Linked DNA regions of Mus musculus: all the other regions are linked to region 6. Evidence: chromatin contacts called from public promoter capture Hi-C data. All regions are on one chromosome and are shown on one strand. Each heading gives the region's core, a stretch centred on a gene start, on an enhancer-like site or on the middle of the called end of the contact. The rest is flanking DNA. Distances are from core to core; before and after follow the strand shown.

The links. Promoter capture Hi-C pulls out the DNA fragments that hold promoters and counts their contacts. Capture Hi-C pulls out chosen DNA fragments and counts their contacts.
Region 1: a promoter capture Hi-C map of pre-B cells shows a contact between it and region 6. The contact joins the promoter of Pfkfb4 here to the promoter of Dhx30 in region 6. A contact is called at or near these places in 15 of 39 promoter capture datasets (3T3-L1-derived adipocytes, the C10 cell line, the HPC-7 cell line and 9 more), 1 of 484 Hi-C or Micro-C datasets (B cells), 1 of 115 datasets of contacts at active chromatin or transcription factors (large pre-B cells) and 3 of 9 other capture datasets (adipose tissue, liver and macrophages).
Region 2: a promoter capture Hi-C map of liver shows a contact between it and region 6, with 2.7 times the contacts expected there. The contact joins the promoter of Ccdc51 here to the promoter of Dhx30 in region 6. A contact is called at or near these places in 15 of 39 promoter capture datasets (HPC-7-derived erythroid cells, cranial neural crest, embryonic stem cells and 10 more), 2 of 484 Hi-C or Micro-C datasets (embryonic stem cells and granulocyte-monocyte progenitors), 9 of 115 datasets of contacts at active chromatin or transcription factors (astrocytes, differentiating embryonic stem cells, embryonic forebrain and 5 more) and 1 of 9 other capture datasets (liver).
Region 3: a contact with region 6 is called in a promoter capture Hi-C map of pre-B cells. The contact joins the promoter of Shisa5 here to the promoter of Dhx30 in region 6. A contact is called at or near these places in 5 of 39 promoter capture datasets (cranial neural crest, embryonic stem cells, frontonasal cranial neural crest and 2 more) and 2 of 9 other capture datasets (adipose tissue and liver).
Region 4: a promoter capture Hi-C map of second pharyngeal arch cranial neural crest shows a contact between it and region 6. The contact joins the promoter of Trex1 here to the promoter of Dhx30 in region 6. A contact is called at or near these places in 19 of 39 promoter capture datasets (the 3T3-L1 cell line, the C10 cell line, the HPC-7 cell line and 12 more), 2 of 484 Hi-C or Micro-C datasets (granulocyte-monocyte progenitors and hematopoietic stem and progenitor cells), 3 of 115 datasets of contacts at active chromatin or transcription factors (astrocytes, bone marrow-derived dendritic cells and stem cell-derived neural progenitor cells) and 1 of 9 other capture datasets (adipose tissue).
Region 5: a contact with region 6 is called in a promoter capture Hi-C map of hippocampal neurons, with 5 times the contacts expected there. The contact joins the enhancer-like site here to the promoter of Dhx30 in region 6. A contact is called at or near these places in 4 of 39 promoter capture datasets (embryonic stem cells, hippocampal neurons and liver), 1 of 115 datasets of contacts at active chromatin or transcription factors (astrocytes) and 2 of 9 other capture datasets (adipose tissue and liver).

What each region holds. Positions count from the first base shown.
Region 1 is chr9:108,990,484-108,993,404 of GRCm38.p6, forward strand. Pfkfb4 (6-phosphofructo-2-kinase/fructose-2,6-biphosphatase 4) reads left to right here and starts at 1,419. Exons shown (of 14, transcript NM_173019.5): 1 at 1,419-1,629. The coding sequence starts at 1,533.
Region 2 is chr9:109,081,238-109,083,938 of GRCm38.p6, forward strand. It overlaps Ccdc51 (coiled-coil domain containing 51), which reads left to right and starts at 1,259. Exons shown (of 4, transcript NM_025689.4): 1 at 1,259-1,330. It overlaps Tma7 (translational machinery associated 7), which reads right to left and starts at 1,144. Exons shown (of 4, transcript NM_183250.2): 1 at 1,090-1,144; 2 at 934-989; 3 at 765-852. The coding sequence starts at 1,105.
Region 3 is chr9:109,037,301-109,040,005 of GRCm38.p6, forward strand. It overlaps Shisa5 (shisa family member 5), which reads left to right and starts at 1,267. Exons shown (of 6, transcript NM_025858.3): 1 at 1,267-1,464. The coding sequence starts at 1,395.
Region 4 is chr9:109,057,892-109,060,591 of GRCm38.p6, forward strand. It overlaps Trex1 (three prime repair exonuclease 1), which reads right to left and starts at 1,360. Exons shown (of 2, transcript NM_001012236.1): 1 at 1,298-1,360; 2 at 41-1,037. The coding sequence starts at 1,030. The coding sequence ends at 86. It overlaps Atrip (ATR interacting protein), which reads right to left. Exons shown (of 13, transcript NM_172774.3): 12 at 2,372-2,621; 13 at 1,856-2,017. The coding sequence ends at 1,950. Atrip-trex1 (Atrip-Trex1 readthrough) reads right to left here. Exons shown (of 14, transcript NR_153412.1): 12 at 2,372-2,621; 13 at 1,298-2,017; 14 at 42-1,037.
Region 5 is chr9:109,008,367-109,011,066 of GRCm38.p6, forward strand. It overlaps Pfkfb4 (6-phosphofructo-2-kinase/fructose-2,6-biphosphatase 4), which reads left to right. Exons shown (of 14, transcript NM_173019.5): 7 at 1-104; 8 at 2,083-2,290. Among named protein-coding and RNA genes, the nearest start is that of Pfkfb4, 18 kb to the left of the region's middle. Within about 2 kb of position 1,450, at least 92 of the 459 cell types and tissues checked have an H3K27ac peak or open chromatin away from gene starts, as enhancers often do. A contact at or near this core is called in adipose tissue and hippocampal neurons, where this site is marked.
Region 6 is chr9:110,116,365-110,119,064 of GRCm38.p6, forward strand. It overlaps Dhx30 (DEAH (Asp-Glu-Ala-His) box polypeptide 30), which reads right to left and starts at 1,252. Exons shown (of 23, transcript NM_001252682.1): 1 at 994-1,252. It also overlaps Gm10615.

The DNA.
Region 1 (2,921 bases), core at 169-2,668, 1.1 Mb before region 6:
GTAGTGAGATCGAGATTCAAACCCTGTTGCTGGGGCCTGCACAGAAAATATACAGTTTGGAGAGGCGGGGCTGAGCAGAAAGAAGAGGCCTGAGCTTTCTGGAGACTGGTGGGGGTCAAACGCAGAAGAGTGACTTCCGAACACCACCCCTCACTGGCCTCTAAGGGGTCATGTTCACTGGGGGTCGCCCAGCTGGAGAATTCGTTCATATGGTACCACTTTAGCCCTTAAGCCTGAGCTGCCAGCCCTGGCCCTGGGCCCTTGTCCCAGTACATTTTCAAAGGCAGAGAGGGAGGTAATATAATGAATGAGAACGCCCACATGTTTTTAAACAGATTTCTGAGGCTGACACATTTAATCTGTACCACAGTCTTGTAAAATTGATGACGTCTGCATCTCATTTTCCTGATGAAGAGACAGAAGCTCGTTAAAAAAAAAATTCATTATTAAAACACTAATTGGGGCTGGGGTTAGCTTACTTAGCATACACAAAGCCTTAGGTTCTCTAGGTTCGATTCCCTGCATAAACTCTGTGGAAACACTGGAGCTTGGAAGGTGAAAGCAAGATGAGCAGAAGTTCAAGGTTATCCTCAGCTACACATTAAGTTCCAGGACAGCCTGGCAACATGAAACCAGCCCTTCTTCTCCCCCCCAAAAGAAAGAAAAACCAAACAGCAATAAAATTATAATTGGTAAAATATAAATCCTGGGAAGAAAATCAGAATACTGCTTAGTGAGACCCCAAACAGCTTGTTCATATATTTCAGAGATTTAGCCTAAATTCCCCAGCAGCCAGGCCAAAACATGGTCGATTTTGAGATGTATTCTGTGTTTATGTCCCTAAGAGAAGGGAACTTTTTCTGTGTGGTTGAACAAGTTGTTCTTGTGGACCCGGGAAGTTTCAAGGCTAAAAGCAACCGAGGAGGAACGAAGAAGGTCCAGGAGGGCGCAGCGGTGGTTGACTTCCAGGGCAGCAAGTCAGTCATTAGAGCCATTCAGGGACAAGTGCCACGCTGGTCCAGACTATCCGGCTCTGAGGATCACGCAGGCCTGCTCAGCTTCTCCGTACCCTTCTCAGTAGGCGACTGTGAGGTCACATTTCTCAAGGGAGTAAGAGGCCACACAAGCTTTGGGGCAGGGCTGCAGCACCCTGGGCGGGACCATGAGTGGGGCCTATGCATATAAGAACAATCTGGTTGAGTACAGTAAACTTCACATCCGGGGCGGGGTCTGCATAATCCGGGTGTCAAAGGTAGCTAGTATTGAGCATGCGCGTTATCAACTCTGGTTTGACGGATGGGGCGTGCTTAGTCCAAAAGAAGCTATAGTAAAATTGGGCATGCGTAGTCGTAGGCCAGTGCCTCTTTAGTTTGGGTGGAGCCTATTAGTTCTGGGGCGGGCCTGCGAGAAGATTGACAAGAGTTGGAGCCGCTAGAGGGTGGGCGGGGCCGGAGGGGCGGGACCTCGGGTGGCCCGAGGTGGCCCGGTTGCTGGGTGAGTAGCAGCGCAGTCCGATTCATCCCAGCCCAGGGATGGCGTCTCCACGGGAACTGACCCAGAATCCCCTGAAGAAGATCTGGATGCCGTACAGCAATGGCAGGCCCGCTCTGCACGCCAGCCAGCGTGGTGGTAAGACCGGGGTCCTAAAGGAGAGAGAGAAGGTGAACCCTGATGGGTGGGTAGACGGCCTAGACGAGGGTCTCGAGTGAAAAGGCAGGAGACTGGTAGAGAAGCAGGCACCGGTGAGGCTATTGTAACTGGTGGGCGGAGTCGGGGACAGGTGAGAGGCTGAGAACAGGTGAGCGGGAGTGACCGTGGTACCGTGACAGTGGCCCGCAGAAGTGTGGTGAAGCAGGAGTGGGGACAGATGTGAGGGGACATCTCAGTCTGTTGGAGACTGGGTCTGACCCAGTGGATAGGCACCGACCCGAGCTGTTTCCAGTGCCTGTGTATAGAAGAGGACTTCGTTTGTGGCCGTGGCTCTTTACTCTCTCCTGGCCACAGAGTGGGCTAGCGGGAAGTCTGGCTGGAAACTGAGTTGTGTAGCTCCAGACAAGGCAGTTGGCTTCTTTGAGCTGAGAACTTTTGAAAGCCTAGCCATGGGCTAGTTAGTAGTCCTCAGGTACCCCTTGGTTTTAATGCCAAAGTTTTAGAGGAACTTTGGGGGAGTACAGTTGTCAAGATTTGGACAGTGGGAACGGCACACCATATGGACCTATATCTGTGCCCCTGGATGTGGAAGCACCCACTTGAGTTCACTGTTAAATAACTGCACAGGAGAGTCAAACATCAAAGAACTATGCTGGAATTTGTGAATTGCGAAGTGACTTACCTCTTCTGGGATCCTGAGTGTTCTCATCTACTTCCTTGGCTTTTCTGTTTGTTCTTGAACGAGTCTGTAATTTTTTATTGACAGGGAAAAGAAAAAAATTGTTTTATAAGTAACTCAAATATTGTAATGAATTTGCAGCTTGGCAAAGACCTCAGAGAACATCTCGTACAACTGGTGGCGCAGATATGGAAATGGAGATCAGGCTGTTGTGTGATGTGCCAGGGTCTCCGTGCATTCCTAAAGGCTGCTGTGTGTGATAAGGGAGGGGAGGGTCCTCTACGCTTCTGTGGCCAAGGCCAGCCTGAGGCCACGACTTTGACCATTACCATAATGAGAGGGGTTGGGAGTGGGGAAGGCGTGTGTTATATGATCATGACTTGGGTCCTCCTAGAATGGCAGTAGTTCAGAAGCAGACTGTGTTCCTGTGGGTGGTGGCTCTGACCACAGTATGGGTACTGGTGGAGCCATAGCTGTGCAGACAGACACATTCTGAGTCCTCAGGGGCTGTGGATTTAGCCTGGCCAGCTTCCAAAAGGAAGAATTAATCAGAAGCTCCTTGCCAGTCTATTAGGACAGCCGTCCAGACCAG
Region 2 (2,701 bases), core at 9-2,508, 1.0 Mb before region 6:
TCAGCATTTAAGAGTACTGGCTGCTCTTCCAGGGGATCTGGGTTCAATTCCCAGTTCACAACTGTCTGTAACTACAGTCCCAGGAGACCTTTGTCTGGTCTTCCAGGGCACTGCACACACATGGTACACAGATATGCATGCATAAAAAACACCTATATGCTTAAATACAAAAATTAAAACTTTTCTTAATGAGATATTAGGACTCCTGGACCTGTGATTCACTCTCAAGAGAAAAAATCGTGGGCAAGGCACAGAGAGAGCATGGAGCGTAGGCTACAGCTCAAGAGGGAGGGTTTGCTTTGCACAAATGAGTGTGCTCCCCAGCATAGCCACAAAACAAAATAGTACCCAGAGCGAAATACATGCTAAGGAGCCTGGACTTTTATCCTCTAGTCTAGATAGCACGACTCAGTATCATTACTGATAACACGACCAGCAAGTAAAAAAAGTCCTATGTTCTAAGGTTAACAACCTATAAAGTGAATTGCTAGTTTGTAACCAGAAACAGGAGGATACTCAGAAACTTAGCTATATGTGTCTGTGCGGCGTACATGTTGGTGTTTCCACTTCTGTAGCTTCTCCATGAACTGGAAGCCCATGACTGTCTTGAGAGGCAACGTTTCCACTCCCGCCCTCTTCGAACTGCACAAACCCAAGGCAGGGGGCTTGGCCAGAGTGTACACCAGACCCAGTAGTTCACCAACGACCCCCGGAACAGACCTGTCCTGCCCTAGTATACCTACAATAGCTCGATCTTCACTTACCCAGGGGGCCCTTCCCGGCGGCCTTGGCTTTTAGCTCTTCGAGTTTCTTCTGTTCCTCCTTTTGTTTCTGCTTGAAAGCCTTATCTTCCTGCAGAGAGGCAAAGCAGGTTCACTCCAGTCCAGTCGCCCATACCCTCAGCGCCCGCCCGGCCTCCGCTCCCGTCCTCACCTCGTCCATCTCCTTGGCCTGCTTCTTGGGCTGTTTCAGGGGCTTCTTTTTGCCACCTGTGGGCGACACGAGCATGCTCGGCCCATCCCCGCCATCGATCGCCCTCCCATGGTTCCCCATCCATCCGTCCCACCCCCGATCTCCAAATAGCCTTACCTTCCCGGCCCGACATGGCGCCTCCAGCCCCTTCACCAGCCCCTGATCGTATGCCGGAAACAGGACTTACAGCCTTCGCTTATGCCGCACCTATGCGTGGCCCCTGATTGGCTGCTAGGCAGGAAGTCACCCTCACGTATTTTAAAGGATGCCTTCAGGGGCGGGTGCTGACCGGTCAGGGGTCAATTGAGTGGCAGACGCGGGGCTTTCTGCTGGAGCCTAATAGGCTTAGGCAATTCAGGTACGGGGCGGAAGGCTCCTTCTGCCTGGGTTTATCCGAAACCGTGGGAGTGGGGGATGGTGTCTGCCTATAAAGCTTGTAATCCGGCACAGAAAGAAAGCATTGCAGGTGGAGGGGAGGGTACATGCAAGTGCCTTTCCGGAACCGAGGAAAGCTCAAGTGGCGGGCACGAGATGGGATAGGAGATGGCAGAAGTGGGTAGTGGCCAATTATCACCCAGTCCTCAGCTTCAGAAGCCGCGGGAAAAAGTTCGGACTTATTGAAACAATGAGTGCAAGTGTTTGCAAATTCTTTCTTCTAGTTCGTTTTTTTGAGTATGTACTTTGTATAGATACATTGTATTCTGGACTGAGGCTTGAGGAACGCTGACATTGTAGCAAGACAAACCTACCGCAGAGCAAATAAGTAAAATACGCATCACACCTTATGTGACCTGTGTGGGGAGGAAAAAAAAAAAAAGCAGAGAAAGTGGTTAAGGAATGCTCCCTTGGTGGGATGTCATTTTTGCTAGGGTAGTTAAAAAAGACTTCTCCAGGGGCTCTCTGAGCAGGACTTTAGGAAGGCCAGGGAGACAACTGTGAACAGGGAAGAGCTAGGCAGTGCCAAGGCCCTGAGTGGAAGACGGCCTTGTGTGTTCCAGTCCTTCATATGATTGGAAGGAGTGAGAAAGCAGTCGAAAATGGAGAGACAATGAGAGTCAGATCCCCTGAAGCTGTGGAGAAGGCGTTGACTTTTGCCCTGAAGAAACTGCGGGACTGTTGAAGGCTGTTGAGATGGAATGGAGATGAGTGAGGGGTAGTCCAGCCATGGCATGCTAGCCAGCGAGACCACTTTGTATACCTGACAGAGATGGGGGTTGGGGAGACTCCTAGGCTTAGAAAGTCAGCAGGATTTTGCTAATAGATTGGATTTGAGTTAGGAGAGAAAACAAGAGGGATTAATTAGGGTGATGTGAGTTTGTCAGCCTAGCATTTGTACCTGAGTTCCCATTAACCACAGTAGCAGGAAAGATGGATTACTATTACGTTTCAAGCAGTGATACAGTTAGATAATATAAAATCCTGAAGAGATGCTTCAGCTGAAGAAGTGACGGAGGGGTGTGTGTGTGTGTGTGTGTGTGTGTGTGTGTGTGTTTGCTTGCTTGAATGAATGTGTGCAATAAAGGCTTGAACCTAGGGCCTCACTCATGTTAGGTAAGTGCTGTATAATTGAACTATATGCCCAGTTTTTGAGGGAAAAATCTAGTTATGAGTGTGTGAATGTATGTGTATATGAGAGAGTGAAAGAAAGACCCCAGAGGCCAGAGCCATCGGGTACCCCAGAGCAGGAGTTACAGGTAGTTGTGACTTGCCTAGTGTGGCTAAGTGCTAG
Region 3 (2,705 bases), core at 17-2,516, 1.1 Mb before region 6:
CATATGCCAGAAAGATTTTGCTGAAGGGACCCTGTTATAGCTGTCTCGTATGAGGCTATGCCAGTGCCTGGCAAATACAGAAGTGGATGCTCACAGTCATCTATAAGATGGAACACAGGGCCCCCAATGGAGAAGCTAGAGAAAACACCCAAGGAGCTGAAGGGGTCTGCAACCCTATAGGTGGAACAACAATATGAACTAACCAGTACCCCCAGAGCTCGTATCTTTAGCTGCATATGTAGCAGAAGATGGCCTAGTCGGCCATCACTGGGAAGAGAGTCCCCTTGGTATTGCAAACTTTATATACCCCAGTATAGGGGAATGCCAGGGCCAAGAAGCAGGAGTTGGTGGGTAGGGGAGCAGGGCGGGGGGAGGGTATAGGGAACTTTTGGGATAGCATTTGAAATGCATATAAAGAAAATATCTAATAAAAAATTAAAAAAAAAGATTTTGCTGATATGACCCTGATATAGCTGTCTCTTGTGAGGCTATGCCAGTGCCTGGCCAATACAGAAGTGGATGCTCACAGTCTATTGGATAGAACACAGGACCCCCAATAAAGGAGCTAGAGAAAGTACCCAAAGGAGCTAAAGGGGTCTGCAACCCTATAGGAGGAACAATATAAACTAACCAGTACTCCTGGGCAGTGCAAGTTCACATTCCTCCGTTCCCTGGCCTTGTTAGGAACTTTGTCCCACATTGAGGGGAAGGGGCAGCCTGTGTGTACCCTAGGAGCTGTTAGTTCTTAACTCAGGATTGGATCCCTGAGCCAGGGTGAGCAGTTACCTGGAGGTGGTCTTGGTCACTGGGGAGTGACATTCCTCAGACTGAGGTCCTGGAAATCTGCTAAAAGGGACTTGACTTTGTTGAGCACCATTCCCTGCTTCAAGCAGCGGGATCCTCCTCCGGTGAATCTGTGTGAGGCTCCAAGGAGCCAGCAAGAAAATCGCAGCTTCCCTGAGGGCAAATTGGAGGCGCGCACCAGCTGTACACTGCTGGCGCTCAAGTGTTAGGATAACGTTGCCACAGAGATCCTTTTCTAGCACCTAAGTCAGCTGCAAGGGGGGGGGGTCTTTCCGCAAAAGTATGCAGTGAGCAGAGGGCAACTTGGATGCACCAGCCCCTTCCTCCTGCATCTGGGAAACCTGTCTCAAATTTTCGTGGACCGGTGCTGGAGGGACTCCCATGGCCAGGCTGGGAGGGGCGGCCGCTTCCCTTCTCTTCCCTCCCACTTCTTCCCCCTCCCTCCCACCTCCTCCCCTCTCGGGCGGGGGTTCCGGAAACCGGCCGGGGCGGGGCAAGGAGGCTAGGGCCGCGCTGGTCGCGGAGGTTGCGGCGGCACCGTGGTCTTGGGCTTGGTCCGTCTGTTCGTCCGTCCGTTGGTCTGTCCCGCCATGGCTGCGCCGGCGCCCTCTCTGTGGACCCTATTGCTGCTGCTGTTGCTGCTGCCGCCGCCTCCGGGTGGTGAGCCTGGGAGGAGGGGGCGGTGTGTGCTCCCTAGGGACCGGGTCGGGTCAGACACTTCCCCTAGCTGTCTCTGGAATGAGCCAGACAGGACCAGCCTTGGAGTGCTTCGACTTGACTCCCTGAAAACCAGGGGGGCGTCTGCGAACCCCACCACTGACTTCATCTTGTCACCTCTTCCCTCCTGAGCTGATACTGACTACCTTTGTTGTGTCCTTCACGGTGTGAAGGCCCTACCTGTTCCAGGGGCTGGAGCAAGACTCCCGCCTGGGGTTAGCTTCAGGCTCAAAGACAGCCTGGCCCTTCCAGCAAAGACTTTCCCTCTCAGCTTGTTTCCTGGCTGGGAGCCCCGCCGCCTGTTGCCTCTACAGCCCTGTGTTCCAGGAGAAGCTGGGCCCTAAGGCTGGCTTGGGGAGGAGACACCTCTTTCCCTTTTCATCATTAGAGGGATGACTCACTTGGGCTTGGGAGGGCAGGCTGGGGGCCTATTCGGGTGTGTATTGGAACAGTCCCCTGCCGGTCATGGGAAACTGATTCTGTTGTGATGGGTGGCTTCCTGGAGGAAAAGGGCTGTTTCCTGAGGGCTGACATGAATTTGGAAATGAGAACAGAGTCAGCCCATCCCCCGAGTGAGGCTCTGGGAGAGCGGGACAACTCAGACTATAGAGAGTTTCGTTCTGTGTCTGGAGGGTCTCAGCCTTGAAGACCCACTGGTGTGGACATCAGTAGATGCCACCTGTCTTTAATCTCAACACTCCAAAGGCAGAGGCAGGAGGATCTCTGTGAATTTGAGGCCAGTCTGGTCTAGGCTGTGAGTTTCCAGGTGAACTAGGGCTATATAGTGAGACCCTACCCTAAAAAGAAAGCAAGAAGTCTCACTGGTGTGGGCTGTTCAGCCTCCGAATCGCAGCCTGGCTCACTTTCATGTGGTGAGTTGGCTAAGCCTGCAGTGGTCAGATAGACCCATTTCATAGCAAGGTTTGGCCCAAAACAACAAAACTGTAGCCCTCTTTACCTCCAAGTTAACTTTTCACAGCCTGTCATAGCACCTCTTCCCCTGGGCCTCATTCTAGTAGCCCCAAGGCACATGCTCTATCTCCTGCCTGATCTGGCTGGGCTCTCTGACCAGGGTTCATGTGCTGGCTCAGGACTGCTTCCAGACGGATACTTAAGGGACTGTCCCATGTGAGCCTTGATGAGGGTCTTTCACGTGGGGTTCTCCTGTGTTTGGGTTTCAGGTT
Region 4 (2,700 bases), core at 110-2,609, 1.1 Mb before region 6:
ATGGCCAGAGGCCCAGGCTGAGAAGCAGAGGCGGCAAGCAGTCAGTGCTATGGAAGTCTTTATTCATCATATTTCCCCTCTTGACTTACTGCCCAGGTGAGGCCAGGAAGAGTCCATACAGAGTGGCTATTGCCAAGGTCAGGAGGGTCAGCAGGCTCAGTGGGGCCAGCAGCCCCTCCTGTGATGGGGCTTCTGGGACCTTCTCTGGAGGAGGACTCTTAGGTCGCCTGCTCCTGCCATTGCTGGGACTTCCATTGGCTGTGGCCAGGGGTGTAGTAGCTGTGGCAGCATGTGGCCTTAGGTTGGTTGTTCCAGTGGTAGCCGGAGTGCCGTACATGGGCTTGACGGTGCTAAAGGGCCGGGCATGTTCGTCCACCCACTGCAGTAGGGCCTGTGGCTTCCACTGACAGATGCTGAGCAGGGTTAGAACATCACCTTCAGCAGTATGTGAGTCTGTCGGTGCTTGCCAGTACAGGCGGGTGTAGATGCTGCCCAGGCTGTAGCTTTTCCTCGAACCATTCCCTGAGGGGCTGCTAGCTTGTTCCAAGGCCTTTAGGGCAGCGATGCTGTCCACACAGAAGGTACCATCTAGGGGACTGGGAGTGCTCAGCCTAGCAAGCTCTGTCTGGAGCAGAGGAAAGTCATAGCGGTCACCGTTGTGTGCCACAAGGCAGCAAGGCTGTGGCTGGCGCTGCAGGAAGGCTCGGAGCAGGATGGCCAGGTTGTCATCGAAGCGTTGACGCCCCTGTACTTCCAGCTCAGCTTTGCTCAGACCTGTGATCTCACTGGCCCCAGGGCTACAGGCTTTCCCTGGAGCAATGCACAGAGAGAGCTTGTCCACCACACGGGGCGGTCTGGGCACTGGAGGTGGATGTCCCTGAGAAATGGAAGTGTTCTCCAGAGCACGTCTGTGGACAGCCAGCAGGCACAGCTCTGTGACTTCGGGCCGAGACGAAGGCAGGCCAGTGGCTTCCAGGTCTAAGAAGATGAGGGTCTGCATGTGACCATGGGGCAGGGTCTGTGAGCCCATGCTGAACCTGGGGAGGAGATGGGGTAATGAGTAGCAGCAGGAAGGTCTCAAGTGGGCTGAGGTGGGGTGCAGAAAGGCAGCTCAGCCCTTCCCTTCAGCAGGTACTATCCAGGGCCACTAGAAGCTGGAGGGCAGGGTTGTTCTAGTGGGATGGATCCACTACTTATTTGCCTTTTGAGGGAGGCCCTTCCCCTAGTGCTGACTACCTTCAGGGTGAGGGAACCCTATTCTCTTCTGCCTTACCCCATACCCTTACTCCACACTTACCGAGAAGCAGGCAGCAAGGCACTCCGCTGGGTCTGCTGCTGGCAGCAGTGTGGCTGAGGAAGTAAAACTGCCTGGGTCCACCCATAGGCCTGCCTCCTGAACAGGGCCCGCCCTGCTGTTAGCCTGCCAGGCCTGGCCCTCGTGCTGACGCTCCTCCCTCCCTCCCCAAGCACCCCAAAGGCCTTCCTAGATCCATATCTGTGATCCTGCTGGCTGGTAAAATGGACTACTGCCCCAACACTGACAACTCAAACTGGGTTGTCTCTAGGATTCAAATGTGCCCGTGAGCCTCTGCCTTTTCTTGTCTTTCCCCCAGTCCTTGATCCAGGCCTTCCTAAAAAGGGCTGCCTCCTTGGCCACAAACGTACCCCTGCCCCCACCACGGCCCCCGCCCAAAGCTATGACTCAGGGTAATTCCCGAAGAGGGGCAGGGTTTTTCCTCAGGGCAGATCAGTTACCATGGGGGCCATCTCAACTCCAGCAGGAGTCATCTCATCAATTCTTGGTCTGCCCTGTCCCTCCCTCTCAGCCACACAAATCGGACTCAGGAAACAAAGCTTGTGTTCTCAGCAGGAAGTGCAGTTTTAATCAGTGGATATGGCAAAGACGGCGGTGGGAGCTGGCGCCACCTTGTGGCTGGATGCTCAGGCCCTCAGTTACAGTCCATCTCAGAGTCTTCCAAATCAGTCTCCGCAGCACAGAGGTCATCCAGGGCAGCCTCTGAGCCAAAAGGAAGAGGGGTCTGAGGTTAACTCGACAGCGTGGGGGCTTGGAGGCCCCCATGCTCCCTAGCGTCACAGGAACCAACCAGTCCCTTCTATGCACAGGCTTTGCTCCCTCAGCGACTGTGAGCAAAAGTGACACAAAGGCAATTCGGACAGATCTTTGTGGAAAACCATGGCTCAGCGAGGCCAATTCAATAGACACCATCAAATGGGAACCTGTCATACTCAAAGACCCAGAGCAGGAAGGTAATACCCATGTGCCAGGAATGGCTCTGGAGGCAAGGGGAGACTCATGGAAAGGAGTCTGACAGAGGCACACGAAGGCTAGGACAGTGTCGTGCTAGCTTACCTTCACAGTCAGTCACATCAGGAAGGGCTCGAATCAGCATGCTGACCCCTGGCATCACCTGGTCGTACTGATGCAGGACCTCGACACAGTGCACAGTGAAGAGCTTGTCCTTCTGAGATAGGCTATGCAGCAGCAGCACAGTGTCCCGCAGACAGCGTATCGTCTGCTTCTGCTGGTGGGTCCTTGGACCTCCTGCCCGCCGCACCGTCAGCCATTGCCTGTGCAACATCACAGTGAGCGCTCTGACTGCCTAGGGTGAGAGGGCACAGCCTGAGGTCCAGAGACTTACTCACCTCACCACTTCAAGATCAACAGGATTGCTCTTAACT
Region 5 (2,700 bases), core at 200-2,699, 1.1 Mb before region 6:
CCTGACTATGTCAACCGGGACAGCGACGAAGCCACCGAAGACTTCATGAGGCGCATTGAATGCTATGAAAACTCATATGAGTCGCTGGATGAAGACCTGGACAGGTGGGTGAGAGAGCCCCGTGGCTGCAGCGGCACTGAGGGGGGTGGGGGGAGTCCACTTGGCCATCTCGGTGTGATTCCCTGTGGTGGCTCCGTGTGGTGGTCGCCTAAGGGTGATGGCCTCTCAGGGAAGCACTCCAGAAGGCCGGTGTGGTCTGACCACTTTTGTTTCTTTCCTTGAGGCAGAAGTTGTTGGCTAGAGGTGGCTTACAGAACACTCATTACCTCCTGTGGGACTTTCTCCTGTCTCACTATAAAATCAAACCTAATTTCTATGCAGGAGGCCTTCCCAAAAGGTGTTTGCAAACACTTCATACATTTCTTTCATTCTGCTGTTGGGGAGTGGACAGGAGCTAGCCAGATCTGCCTATGAGCAGCAGTCGATGGCCACTACTTGTCAGGTCCATCTGCCTCCCTCTGGGACAGAATGGCAAGCAGGAGTGCTGAGTGGCCAAGGACCTTCACTTCCAAAGTGGGTGCCCAGCTGAGGGTCTTGTGGCTGGCATCAGCAACATCTCCAGCCAACTGGCCAGATAATGAATGGTTTATTTAGGGTTTGGAACCCTGCTACAGTTACTGACTGTGCCATTGTGCTGCAAAAGAAACTGTAAATAAATGGCCATGGGTGTGTTCCACTAAAACTTGATAGAAAACAGCCTGTGGGCGGCATTTGCGTTGTTGGCAGTACTGTGCCTCTTGGCCTAAGTATAACCAGCAGCAGTGAATGAAGTAAATAGCACTGAGGCCATGGTGAAATCTTAGTCACCATAAACCATAATTATAGAAAGACGTGGGAGCGTGCATTGCACAGTGTTAAGTGAAAGGCTGGGTTATAAATATGTGTTTGGTGTTTATGATTACATAAGAATAGATAATGTATGATCATATATAATGTATAATATATGATCCAAGGAACACAGCAGCTGCTAGAGGGACGGCTTCCGGGTACTCATAGAATGGTGGTGCCTGTGTTGCCCGTGGGCTGACACATCTCCCCTCTGCTGGGCTCTGCAGCCAGACTGGAGCTGAGTGGCCCTTAGGCCTGTCCCTGTGTGGCCTTGTTATTCAACTCCCCCCCCCCCCCCCGCCTCCCCGGCATTGCTTCTTGTCACTCTGCAGGGCTACTGCACGAGAGCCTCACCCTGAACAGCCCCAGTTAGACCTGTCAGCAAACGTTGCTCCCGGGGTTATTGGTAGAGTAAAGGTAATAAGGGTACAGACAGGGAGAACTTGTATGAGAACATCCGGGAACTCTCAGCTGCTTCACCCCCCCGTTCCCAGCACTGCTAAGTCACTGCCTGTCCCCAGCATGGCCAAGTCACAGCCCGATCCCAGCACTGCTAAGTCACAGCCCAGCTTCAGCACTTGCTAAGTCATCCCTCCCCACCGCTGCCAACATATGTGCTCTCTAAGCAGAAGCATCGCCCAGGCGCAAAGTGGAGAGAGAGGCCAGCACTGTCTTCCTGTGCTTCTTGGCCACAGGATGCCTGAGGAGGAGGGGTAGTAGCTCCTTGGCGTATATGTGACCCTGACTGTGTGACTGGAGGCGAGGGTCTCTGGGGGAAAGAAAGCTGCCTAGGAACTTTGGGGAGTGCAGCGCTTGCCAGCGTCTGCCAGGTCAGCCGTAGGAACAGCTGTCTCTGGTTCAGCTTACGGAGCACAGAGGGTGACAGGAAGGGGTCTGGAAACACACACGCAGCAGTAAAATCCTGATATGACTTCACCGACCACTGTTCTAGCTGTCCCCTTTAGCACAATGAGTGTTGACCCCCCACCCCCACAGCACGTGTATGTGTGTCACTGAGGTGTGTCCCAGCTGCCTCACCCCCTGCCACTCTCACACCAGCTGCCGGTCCTGTGTGTTGTGATCCCAGATCCAGTGGGCAGAGTCGCAGGCTTTTCAGCTAGTTCCTGTGGCTGCCGGTGTGCTTCCAAGGGCCTGGCCACCCTCACAGGCGCTCTCTACCTTCTCTCTGGCAAGGGATCTGTCCTACATCAAGATCATGGACGTGGGCCAGAGCTATGTGGTGAACCGTGTTGCTGATCACATCCAGAGTCGCATCGTTTATTACCTCATGAACATCCATGTGACACCCCGCTCCATCTACCTCTGCCGGCATGGGGAGAGCGAGCTAAACCTCAAGGGCCGGATTGGTGGGGATCCTGGACTGTCCCCCCGGGGCCGGGAGGTCAGTGTGTGTGTGTGTGTGATGCACATGGGCATGCATCGGTGCATCGGTACCTTCAGGTAGAGGGATGGATATGTGAATATGTGTGTAGGGGCTGCTATAGCCAATGTGCAGTTGAGGCAGAGAGTCATTATCCGGTGTAGAACGTGGGAAAGGGGATGAGGTGCTGAGCAAACGCACATGAACATTCTCCAGGCAGAGGCCATTCCCCTTAGAGCAGCCCGAGCCCCAACTGAACAGCTATGGCCTTGACATGGTTCAGGGGGATATCGAGGACTCATAGAAGAGGTTACATGGCCTTGGGGCAGTTGATCAACAAATCTGGGGTTGCTCCTGGGGTCTGGGGAGAAGGCACAGAACTTGGATGTGTACACCATTGGGAAGTTAGTGTGACTTTTTAAAAACTAAAC
Region 6 (2,700 bases), core at 2-2,501:
TCAGGAAAGAGTTCTCCTGCCTGGAAATGTCAGACTCTGAGATTTAAGTATAAATTATAAGATGTAGTCAAGAGGTGCATGGCACATGGCGCTGGGGTCACTGCATTCCAAGAAACCGTTGCAAGGAAAATCATTAGAAAAGGTGTAATTTTACTCTGGCCAGTAGGTTGCATCCAAAAACAAGTTGAGACCTTGCAGCTGGACGGCAGCAGTTTATTTGCTACCATGCATGGCGAACACCCATGAACTGGGGGTTGTAAGGTGAACAGTCTCTGCATTGGAAAGCCGCAATTAAAAGACCAATATTGCTTACACAAGGACTATCTAGAAAGCACATAGACGCTGTACTCTTGGCTTGAGGATTCTGAAGACCCCTGGGAACTCCACTTCACTGCAAACAAAGGACCCACCATGCATTAGGTCTTCCCCTGCAAAATGGGACAAGTCACTACCAGCAAACAAAGAACACCTCACCCCTTAGCCTCCCCCACTGACAAGGTCGGTGCAAAAGGAGGCAAACCAGAAGAGTCAAAAATGCACCAAGGCCTCCCTTTAGAGGAACGGTCCTGACCCGCACAGTGGGAGGAGGGGCAGACAAAGGTCTCGGGCACTCCGGAGACTTCCTCCGGGCCCAGCCTGGGGAAAACCGAGCATCCCCTGAGGCGAAGGCGTCGTCGAGCCAATGAAGCCGCCTCTCTCGGCCTCCGCTGAGCCCCTGGCAGTGAGGCCCGCCCCGGCGGACCGGTCTGGCCCCCGCCCCGCCCCGGCTCCATGGCAACGGCAGGCCGAGGCCTGGCTGCCCACGGCTCGGCCCGGCCGGCTTCCCGGGCAGGCCTAGGATGCCCGGCCTGCTCCTCGGGCTCGCCAGCTCCTCCTTCCCACTCTCTGCCAGGCCGCTAGCCGGACTCGGGACCCCTCCTCGCGCCGACCACCCCCGACCGTGTCAGGCTGCTTCAAGGGGCGCGAAAGGGTAGAATAAAAAGCCCAATTCACCTGTTGTTACAGATGTGAAACAAGCCTCGGTGCACGGCGCATGAGCCGCGGGCCCCCCCAACTACGGCCGGACTACAACTCCCACCAGCGACGGCGCGGTCTCTTCCGGGTCCCGAGGCGGAAGTCCCACCTGCGGCCCCGGCTCTGTTCGGCCTGGCTCTCTGTGCGGGCTGCCGCTGCCTTGGGGCTCGCGATGGGTTCGGCTGCCTAGGTTGTCTCTAGTGTTCCTCAGCCCACAGCGCGAGACAGTCAGTCTGCGCCTGCACCCGGGCACTGGCTGGAGGGAGCGCGGCTGTAGCCCCAGACACAGGCGGGACTTCCGGCGGAGCGGCCGGGGACGCGCGTGGCCTGTGCCGTGGGAGCCGGCGAGAGCCGGCGGGAGCTGGGGACGGGTGACCATCTCAGGCTCATCTCTCCATCCCCAGCCGCAGCTCTGTGTCCGTCGCGCCTTTTCTCTCCTGCGTCTCCCCTTGGTCTTCTGCACTTTTAGGGAGGTGAGCGATTTTGCCTCACAGAGACATAAACCAGGCAAAGGACAGGGTAGCGCTTGCTGCTGGCTTCGGGGGGTTGTGGTGAGGGACGACTGCGAGTCTAGGCCACATCGACACTCAGGAGCGAGGGGAGGGGGTTTGCCTGTTTGTCCTCTGAACAGAGTGAAGCATGGGTTCAATGAAATCCGCCGTCGATAAAGGAAACTCAGTGGCGTTGGGCAGTAGTTCACAGCTGGGAAGACAATATTTGAGGATGTGCCCTTTCGTGATATTTGGAGAACTAATACAATAGCTCGTAATTTAAAACAGACGAAGAAAATTCTATGTGCATGTGTGTGGTACCAAGTGACATGGCATCAGATCCTTGGAAGCTGGAGTTACAGGCTGTTGTCGGCCAGCTGTTATCTTAGGTTTTTTATTGCTGAGGTAAAAATACCACTTCTCACCTTATAGGTGACAACCTGCCACTGAGTAATGTCATATCAGGAATGGAAACAAAAGACATGGAGGAACCCTTGCTTACTGCCTCATGGCTGATACAACAGCCCCAGAATTTACTATCTCCCCAGGGGAGGCACCCTCCCAAAACCTCCACCCTGCCTAAAAGCCAGATTGGTGGGGGCAGTTTCTCAATTGTGGTTCTCTCTACCCAAATGACTATAGCTTGTGTCAAATCAACCAAAACACACACAACAACAAAACTACTAATCAGGCAAGTGTTCATAACCACTGAACCATATCTCCAGTCCGTTTTCCTATGCTATTTTTTGTGCAGCCATTTAAATGTATTGTTAGCTGTGTGCCACAGCACAGGTGACTTCAGCTGGTCCGAAGCTGGAGCAAGACAACTGGGAATTAGAAGCCAACCAGGATTGCATAGCAAGAAATGCTTCTAAACCTAGCATTCTGGAGACAGAGACATGCAGATCTCTGATCTGAAGAGTTCCAGGCCAGTCAGCGCAACATAGACCCTGTTTCAAATGAAGACGGAAAGAAAAGGAAGGAAGGAAAGTATACTAGTTGCTATTTTCCTGCTAGATTGCACAGAAGGCTAGGAGAAATGAAGGAGGTGAAACAAAGAATTGCTTCTTGAAAACAAAACATAGAAATCCCTGCAGTGCCCAACATGTTTGGTACATACTTGGAATCCCTATAGAAACAGGATCTTCAAGGCAAGCTTCATATAGACCAGTTTGAGTTATCCAAGACTGGATCT